Linked DNA regions of Hordeum vulgare: region 1 is linked to region 2. Evidence: chromatin contacts called from public Hi-C data. All regions are on one chromosome and are shown on one strand. The core of a region is the stretch at or near the end of the contact, and the rest is flanking DNA. Distances in the headings are between cores, read along the strand shown.

Region 1 (3,681 bases), core at 203-2,702, 630 kb before region 2:
TCTATACAAATTTCACTTGGCAATTTGTAAGGAGATTTTACAATTAAGAACTACTAATGAAAGTTTAGATCTTATCATTACCATAGCTAGCCCGTACCGATGCAACGGGTTTTTGACTAGTTGAATGCAGCTGTAGTAGTAGTCACTAGTCAGGACTGTACGCACGTACATACGTACCTACTAGGAGCTAGCTCCATGACCAGGCCATGGCGAACCAAACGCAACCATAACCTGAACGCTGTATTCATGGCGGCGTCTGCTGATGGCCTGATACTGATCTGCTTGCAAAATGCACGCAGGCTAGCTCGGATGTCTTAATGACGGGAGAGATTCTTGCTTATGGACAACGCTAGCTTTCATGGTCCCAAGCATACAATTTTTTTTTAAAGAGGCTCAATCCCCGACCTCTGCATCAACCGATGCATACATCCTTTTTATTAATTATTTCACAAAGGTGTGATAAAATCATACATCAAGCCATCGAAGCCATCACTCACACCTACAAACATGATAATGTTGAATGCTCCCACTCTATGTATCACAAACCGTTGTCATCACCGATCTATCCCTATAACGTATCAGAACAACAAACGGTGCAGTAAACCTAAATCGTATACCACTTGCACACGTTTTAGAAGTCGTCATCCTCATCGAACCATTGTTCCATCTTCAGGAGAGATATCCGTATCACCCTTGCCAGTCCGTCCATCCGTCGACGCCGCCATGGCGTCCAACGACGCCACCGTCCTGCGCTCGTCCATCCTGACATGAAGACTCCAAAAGATCTGTCGTGTGTAGCACGTGCTGAGCAGGCATGACACAACGTAGCACCTGTCGGCCAATCATGACTTGACATCTCCACCGAAGCTCCGATCAAGACGAAGCCCATCCACCGCCTTCCTCTGTCATCCAGCGTTGCTCCAGAAACGATGCTCCCAAGAGAGGCACGACACCGTAGTGTTGCCATCGTCCGATATGACGATCAGATCTAAGGGTTTCCCCAGAGCATCACGAGTGGGTCAACAATAGTTACACGACGATGCCTTCATCAAGGTAACGACACAGAATGCCGCCATCTTCTGCCATCGGCTCGGTTTTCACCGACAACTATGTCTTCCCGATCACTACAAGAAAAATGCTCAATTATGACCCCAAAAAATGATGGTGGTTTAATTGGTCATTGATCCATGACCAAAATTCCGAAATTAGTCATGGTAAGTCTAAGAGGGTCCAAAGCCCATAACGATGACCTTTTGCGTCCATTAGGTCATGATACTATTGCACAAATTGATCATTAAGTGCTAACGATTGAAAAAAGAAGAAGAGAAAAAGTGATAGAGGTGTGTTGAATGAGAGAAGGGTTTTGAAGCGTTAGATGTAGAATGAGTGGATGGCTAGGAGTTTTTGGGAGGGATCCGTGGCCTCGCATGTGATAGGCTGGCTGCCCAAGTGAAGAAAACGAGAAAAAAAATGAAAGACAGAAATCCCATGACCCATCTCTCTTGGCGATCCCCATCTCTCTCTCCCCCCACGACCTATGGCGGCCGATCCTCCCTTCGTCCCCAAATCGACGGAACCTTTGCCGTCTCCGCCTCCCCATTCCCCACCTCCTCCGCCCGGTCCCCAGACGCGGCGCGACGGGCATGGAGGTCGACGACGCGGTGCCGCGCGACGGGGCGGGGGCGGGGAGCAACCCCGCATCCGGCGACTGGAGGAGTCGGTGGTGAACCGCATCGCCGCGGGGGAGGTGATCCAGCGGCCCTCGTCGGCGGTAAAGGAGCTCGTCGAAAACAGCATCGACGCCGACTCCTCCACCATCTCCGTCACCATCAAGGACGGCGGCCTCAAGCCCATCCAGGTATCCGACGGCGAGCACGGCACACCGACGGCGAGGGTTAGGATATATACGAGGGAGTATGCCGCGCCCCCTCCCTCTGCCAACGGTGCGGCAACAGGGCCTCCCTGCAAGGCCAAGACACCCCTCGCTCACGGTCACGGTGGCCGCCGGCGACGACTACGCCGAGGTAAGACAGCCAGCCAGCCGCCCTTGCATACATCCATGCTTTATTTTGTGCTGTCCGCGGGACGTGGGTTACAATCTGAGGAACTTGGTATGCTAAATCTGAACCGATTTAATAAGCATCCCCCAAAAAAAAACAATTTGAGGAGTTGTGGGCTTCGATTGGCAGCTTTGGCCAAGGGGAAATGTCAATTTTTCTGTTTGATTTGATCCTATCTCTTCAGCACTGGCAAATGGAGATGTCAAGTGTGTGCCATATATTGCCCATATATTCAGGTTGTGCCTAGCATGAACTAGTTGTCTGAGTCAAATTTCTGATGCAAGCAAACAATTTGTTTGTGTCATGGCAAATCAACACTGAGTTTCAGTCTCTTGAAACAGACTAGTAAGATGCCCGTGCTATGCTACGGAATCACATAAAATAGAAAATTGCCTCTTTTGTACTTCAACGACCTGGAAGTATTTTACTCATGGTCATGGCTTTCTTGAGGTCAGCCCTAAGTTATGCTGCAAAATCATGGATGATCTGCTCTGGGAGATATCTAATGTGAAATAAATTATGCTTTCCTTAATATTTCGGTTTACAATACACTAGGTAGCATTCTAGTTTACAGCCTCCATCCCAACTTATTGTCAAACAAATTTCCATCCCAACTAGAGATAACAAATGTATGTTTACTTTATATGCCGTCCACAAAGTAATGTGAAATACCTCTTGTGTATCAAAATTGAACTTGTACTACGTGTGGAAGTCCCACCAAGTATGATAGATTAGTTATAGGCTTCGTGTTTGTTTTACATTCTTCATTATAGGCAAATCATATCAACATATTATTTTACATGAACACTTTGAATCATGTTTTATTTTGATTAGATCTGCTGAGTGGCCACATCTGTAGTTTCATTTAGTTACTTTGGTCATTCCAGTGCAGAGTAAACACAATGACGTAAACTATGAATTTTGGCATTCATGTGTATGTGCTCCTAATATAAACCAATAGTACATTGATTGTCGTCTTCCATTTCGTTCATGTTTGGAGGACCAATTGACTGCTCAGATGCACAATTCAACGTGCAAGAGTTGTTCCGCAAATTAGGAAATGAAGAGTTTATTTGTCAGCGGATAATCCTTGCAGTTTCTCAAAAGATCTTAAATGTATCAGAAATCTTGCTTCTCCTAGATCCGCTTGATGATTCCTTCCCTGATATGCATGACAATATGTTCATTATGTAAGCTTAAGATGATCTTCTTTTCATTCTAGTTTATATTACAGTAGAAGAATTTTAACTTACCCACTTAAGGCACTCATTATTCCCAGTTCTCCAGTGTACCTATTTTAATTCACTAGTTTATAAGAGTCGTTTTGACTTCTAGTATTGAAATATGGATGAAAAACTATACCGGCAGTTTGAACAAGGCAGCTATTCCTACATGTGGAGTAGTTCATATATTCATTTCGTCTTGAATTGTTCGATGAAAAATAGTTTGAAGAGGCTACCATTTCTACTTTACGAGTGTACTAAAAAATGCTTTGAATAGCCGATCAGTTGCCCATTAATTTGGTGCTGGCCCAAAGCGTCTCAATTAGGATACACGGAGGTTAGTTAATGGGTTTGAGCTTTCATTGGTGTCAAATCTGGTTAATTGACAACCTACAACC
Region 2 (3,772 bases), core at 453-2,952:
AATATGAAGTAAATATCGTTTTCATCATTTTTAGAGTGCAAACTCTTGGGAGCATCTCAGTTTACACGATTTCCGTCAAAGTTTTGTCGTATTTGGGAAAAAATGTAAAGCGATTGGTCAGTGAAGGTGTACCAGTGACATGAACGGCTTGGAATGGTTAGAGCATCTACAGCCGGACACGGCTTGGAATGGTTAGAGCATCTACACCCAAACGTCTCAAATGATCCCGGTCAATGGCCGGACAAAAGAAAGAAGGCAAAAAATGACCCAACCAGATACCTCATATCATCTCTATACGTCCGGGCTATCCGCGAAGCCCCATATTTATTTTAAATATAGAGATGATATGAGGACGCGCCCGGTCAGTCCACCACATAAGACTGACCCCACCACAAACCACCTTTTTCATTTCTTTATTCATTTTTTCTTTCTATTTTCCTCTCCACCAATCACGTGCAAGTGACCGAACATATGAGACGGATGGACAAATAGAGGACACGTTCGATCATCTACTGCTAGTATATATGGGTGGGGAGGGGTGGGGTTGGTTCATATTTGCTACTTCCTCCGTCCCAAAATAAGTGTCTCAACTTTGTACTAGCTCTAATATAAAGTTATACTAAGCTTGAGACAGTTATTTTGGGACGGAGGGAGTACCATCTACTGCTAGTATATGTGTGGTTGTCAGCTATCAAGGGGTGCACTTGTAGTACAACTGACTTGGAAGTTAGAACTTTGTGATAGATATTGATAGTCCAAGTGGCGAGGAGCCAAGCAGGTCGTACCACATATGGTAATGTCTTTTGTTATGGGCAAACGGGAAAGGAAACAGCATGTGAATGTGATGGTGTTGCAAAAAATCATAATGGAAGAAAATCAAGATGATGTGAGAGCCTTTTGCAATTGTGTATCTAATGGTATTTCGATGTGAGAGCTTTTCTAATGTGATGTCAGGGCCGGGTTTTTTTTCGTCCGCAAAAAAAAGGCCGAAGGGTGTGTTGGGGGCGCGGCTGGAGATGCTTTAAGAAACGAAACCTCTAATAAAAAGTTTGGGACTAAATGAATGTTTTGATTGGCTGCGCCAAGTTGAAGAAACATCCTTATCACCAGACTAAATGAACGGCCCTGACCGGCGTGCGGCGGGGAAGCCGTAGGAGGGCGCGTAGCAGTCGAAGTCCCCGGACCTGGCGGCGCAGGCGACGGCGTCGGCAGCGAACTCCCCGCCCCGGCGGAAGCAGGCGTGCGCGGAGGCGTCGCCAACGCCGAGGGAGAGGAGGCCCTTGTCCTTGCCGGCGGCCGCGAGCAGGTTGCCGACGACTCCCCTGATTGACGCCTTCCCCTCCGACGACAGCGCCGGGTGGCACCTCACCGCCGTCTTGCACGCGCACGCGCAGCCTCCAATTCGCTCTTGCGCGGGCACCGCCGCAATCTGAAGAACCAAGAAACAGGAAATGAGGCATGCGCATTAACTGTGATACGCATTTCACAGCGGGGGTAGGGTAGGTGGTACATGGGCAGTCGGCGCCATGAGAGCAGACTCTGCACACAACAACAGAATGCGAGAAAAAGGGAGAGAGGAAACGAATGAAAGAGAACAAGAGATGAGATCTAGGCGTACGTGAGGGTTCTGTCGTCGCTAGTCACCAGGCGTGTGGGGGTGTATTTGTAGCGGTTCTGTGGCTCAGAGACGCACAAGTAATGGTCAGAACTAGCAAACGTTTCGCACGGCAGCCAAGGACTCTGCTGGAGAGAGACGCGGACGCACGCCGTGGATGCGCGCGCGAGAGGGACAGGGAGAGATTTACAAGTAACAGGCATGTATGGATGCAAAAGCCAAGAGCGATACGTGTGTCGTGTCACAAGATAGAGCTCACGCCGCAGAGGCCGTGCAAACTGGTTGATCGCAATACTTTTTTCTTCCGCTGCAACCCCAAGAAAAAAATAATCATAAAGTCTGTAGAGATTGTATGGTATTAAACTCGATATGCATAAAGCTTATGATTGAGTTGAGTAATCTTTTTTGAATGAGATTATGTTGAGACCGGACTTCCGTCAAGATTGAGTAAATCTTACTATGCAATGTGTCTCGATTATCGAATACAGAGTACGAATTAATGGGAAGGAAAGTGAAAGTTTTAAACCAACAAAGGGTTTGAGGCACGGTGATCCGTTGTCACCTTATCTTTTCTTATTATGCAGAGAAGTTTTGAATGCATTTGCTAGCATATGCTGAGAAAAATGAAAATATTTTGGGTGTAAAAGTCTGTAGAGATGCCCCACCCATCACAAACCTTCTCTTTACGGATGATTCGTTGATTCTTATGAAAGCCAACAATCAGAGTGCGATAGCTCTCGAATCAATACTAGATTCATACTGAGCGGCTTCGGGACAATTGGTTAGCGTTGAAAAATCTAGCAATTTTTATCAGTCCTAATACGAATGTGGAAATTAGAGAACAATTATGTACTACTCTAAATATTATGACTAAGGCCCTCAATGATAAATATCTGGGCTTGCGAGAAAATGTGGGATTAGATAAAACAGAGTGTTTTCAATTTCTGATTGAGTGAATAGTTAAAAAAAGTTAGTGGTTGGAAGGGAAAACTACTTTCTACTCGAGGGAAGGAGATCCTCCTCAAGGCTGTTATCCAATCCATACCCACCTATGCAATGTCGGTCTTTAAAATTCCTAAAAAGATCTATAGAGGAATCATTGACGCGATAGCGCATTTCTTGTGGGGAGACGAGGGGAATCGTAGAAGGATGCATTGGATGGCCTGGTAGAAGATGTGTGTCCCTAAAAACCAAGGAGGAATCGGATTTCATGATATCCACTGTTTTAATTTAGCAATGCTCGCCAAACAGGTGTAGCGCCTTCTTGATAGTCCCGAGTCCTTGTGTGCTACTATTCTAAGGGCCAAGTACTATTCTGACGGTGCTCTACTGAACACTAAGTTAAGGAAAGGCTCTTCCTTCACCTCGCAGAGTTTTATGACTGGTGTGAACTCTCTAAAAAAATGGTTATATTGCGAGTGGGGAATGGACAAAACATCAACATTTGGATGGCGCTTGGATTCCAAATTGTGTCAATAGAAAAACTGTAACGCCAAAGGGAGGAATTTTGTTATCTAAAGTGGCTGATTTGATTGATCCTGTTACGAATAATTGGGATGATGACCTTATTAGACAAACAATGTGGCCCATTGATGTTCAATGGATTCTTTCAATTCCACATTGGGATGAAGACCTTATTAGACAAACAATGTGGCCCATTGATGTTCAACGGATTCTTTCAATTCCACTATCACAACATGACATACCAGATTTCATTACCTGGAGTTATACGAAGAGTGATATGTTTTCGGTGCGGTCTGCTTACTCAGTGGAGTGGGACCATCAGTATGGAAGTAAACCGAGACATTCTAATGGGATGGGACGAACTACGACTAACCCTGTCTGGAGTAAGTTATGAAGGATATCTTACCCGACGAAGGTTAAAAAAATTATCTCGCGTACACTACATGGCACCCTTCCTTGCCGTGTAACGCTTGCAAATAGACATATGAAAATTTCACCAATTTGTCCCACTTGTTCTGGGGGTCTAGAAGATACAAAGCATTTTCTTTTTCTGTGTACTAAAGCAAAGGAGGTTGATTATGGATGGATGATATTATCGCAAAAGCTTGTGAGGTTGATCGTGTTGGAGAGGCGGTGTTGGAGTACTTAATTATTCTACCAGAACAAGAAATGAGGATTATGGGATGCCATACT

What was found. Hi-C and Micro-C count contacts between places; a contact is called where the count stands out from the background.
Region 1: a Hi-C map of seedling shows a contact between it and region 2, with 5 times the contacts expected there. The contact joins the promoter of LOC123448375 here to the promoter of LOC123448372 in region 2. A contact is called at or near these places in 2 of 6 Hi-C or Micro-C datasets (leaf and seedling).

Annotation. Positions count from the first base shown.
Region 1 is chr4H:193,861,273-193,864,953 of MorexV3_pseudomolecules_assembly, reverse strand. LOC123448375 reads left to right here and starts at 1,452. Exons shown (of 4, transcript XR_006631715.1): 1 at 1,452-2,024.
Region 2 is chr4H:193,233,026-193,236,797 of MorexV3_pseudomolecules_assembly, reverse strand. LOC123448372 (nicotianamine aminotransferase 1-like) reads right to left here and starts at 1,702. Exons shown (of 8, transcript XM_045125219.1): 1 at 1,511-1,702; 2 at 1,131-1,429. The coding sequence starts at 1,528.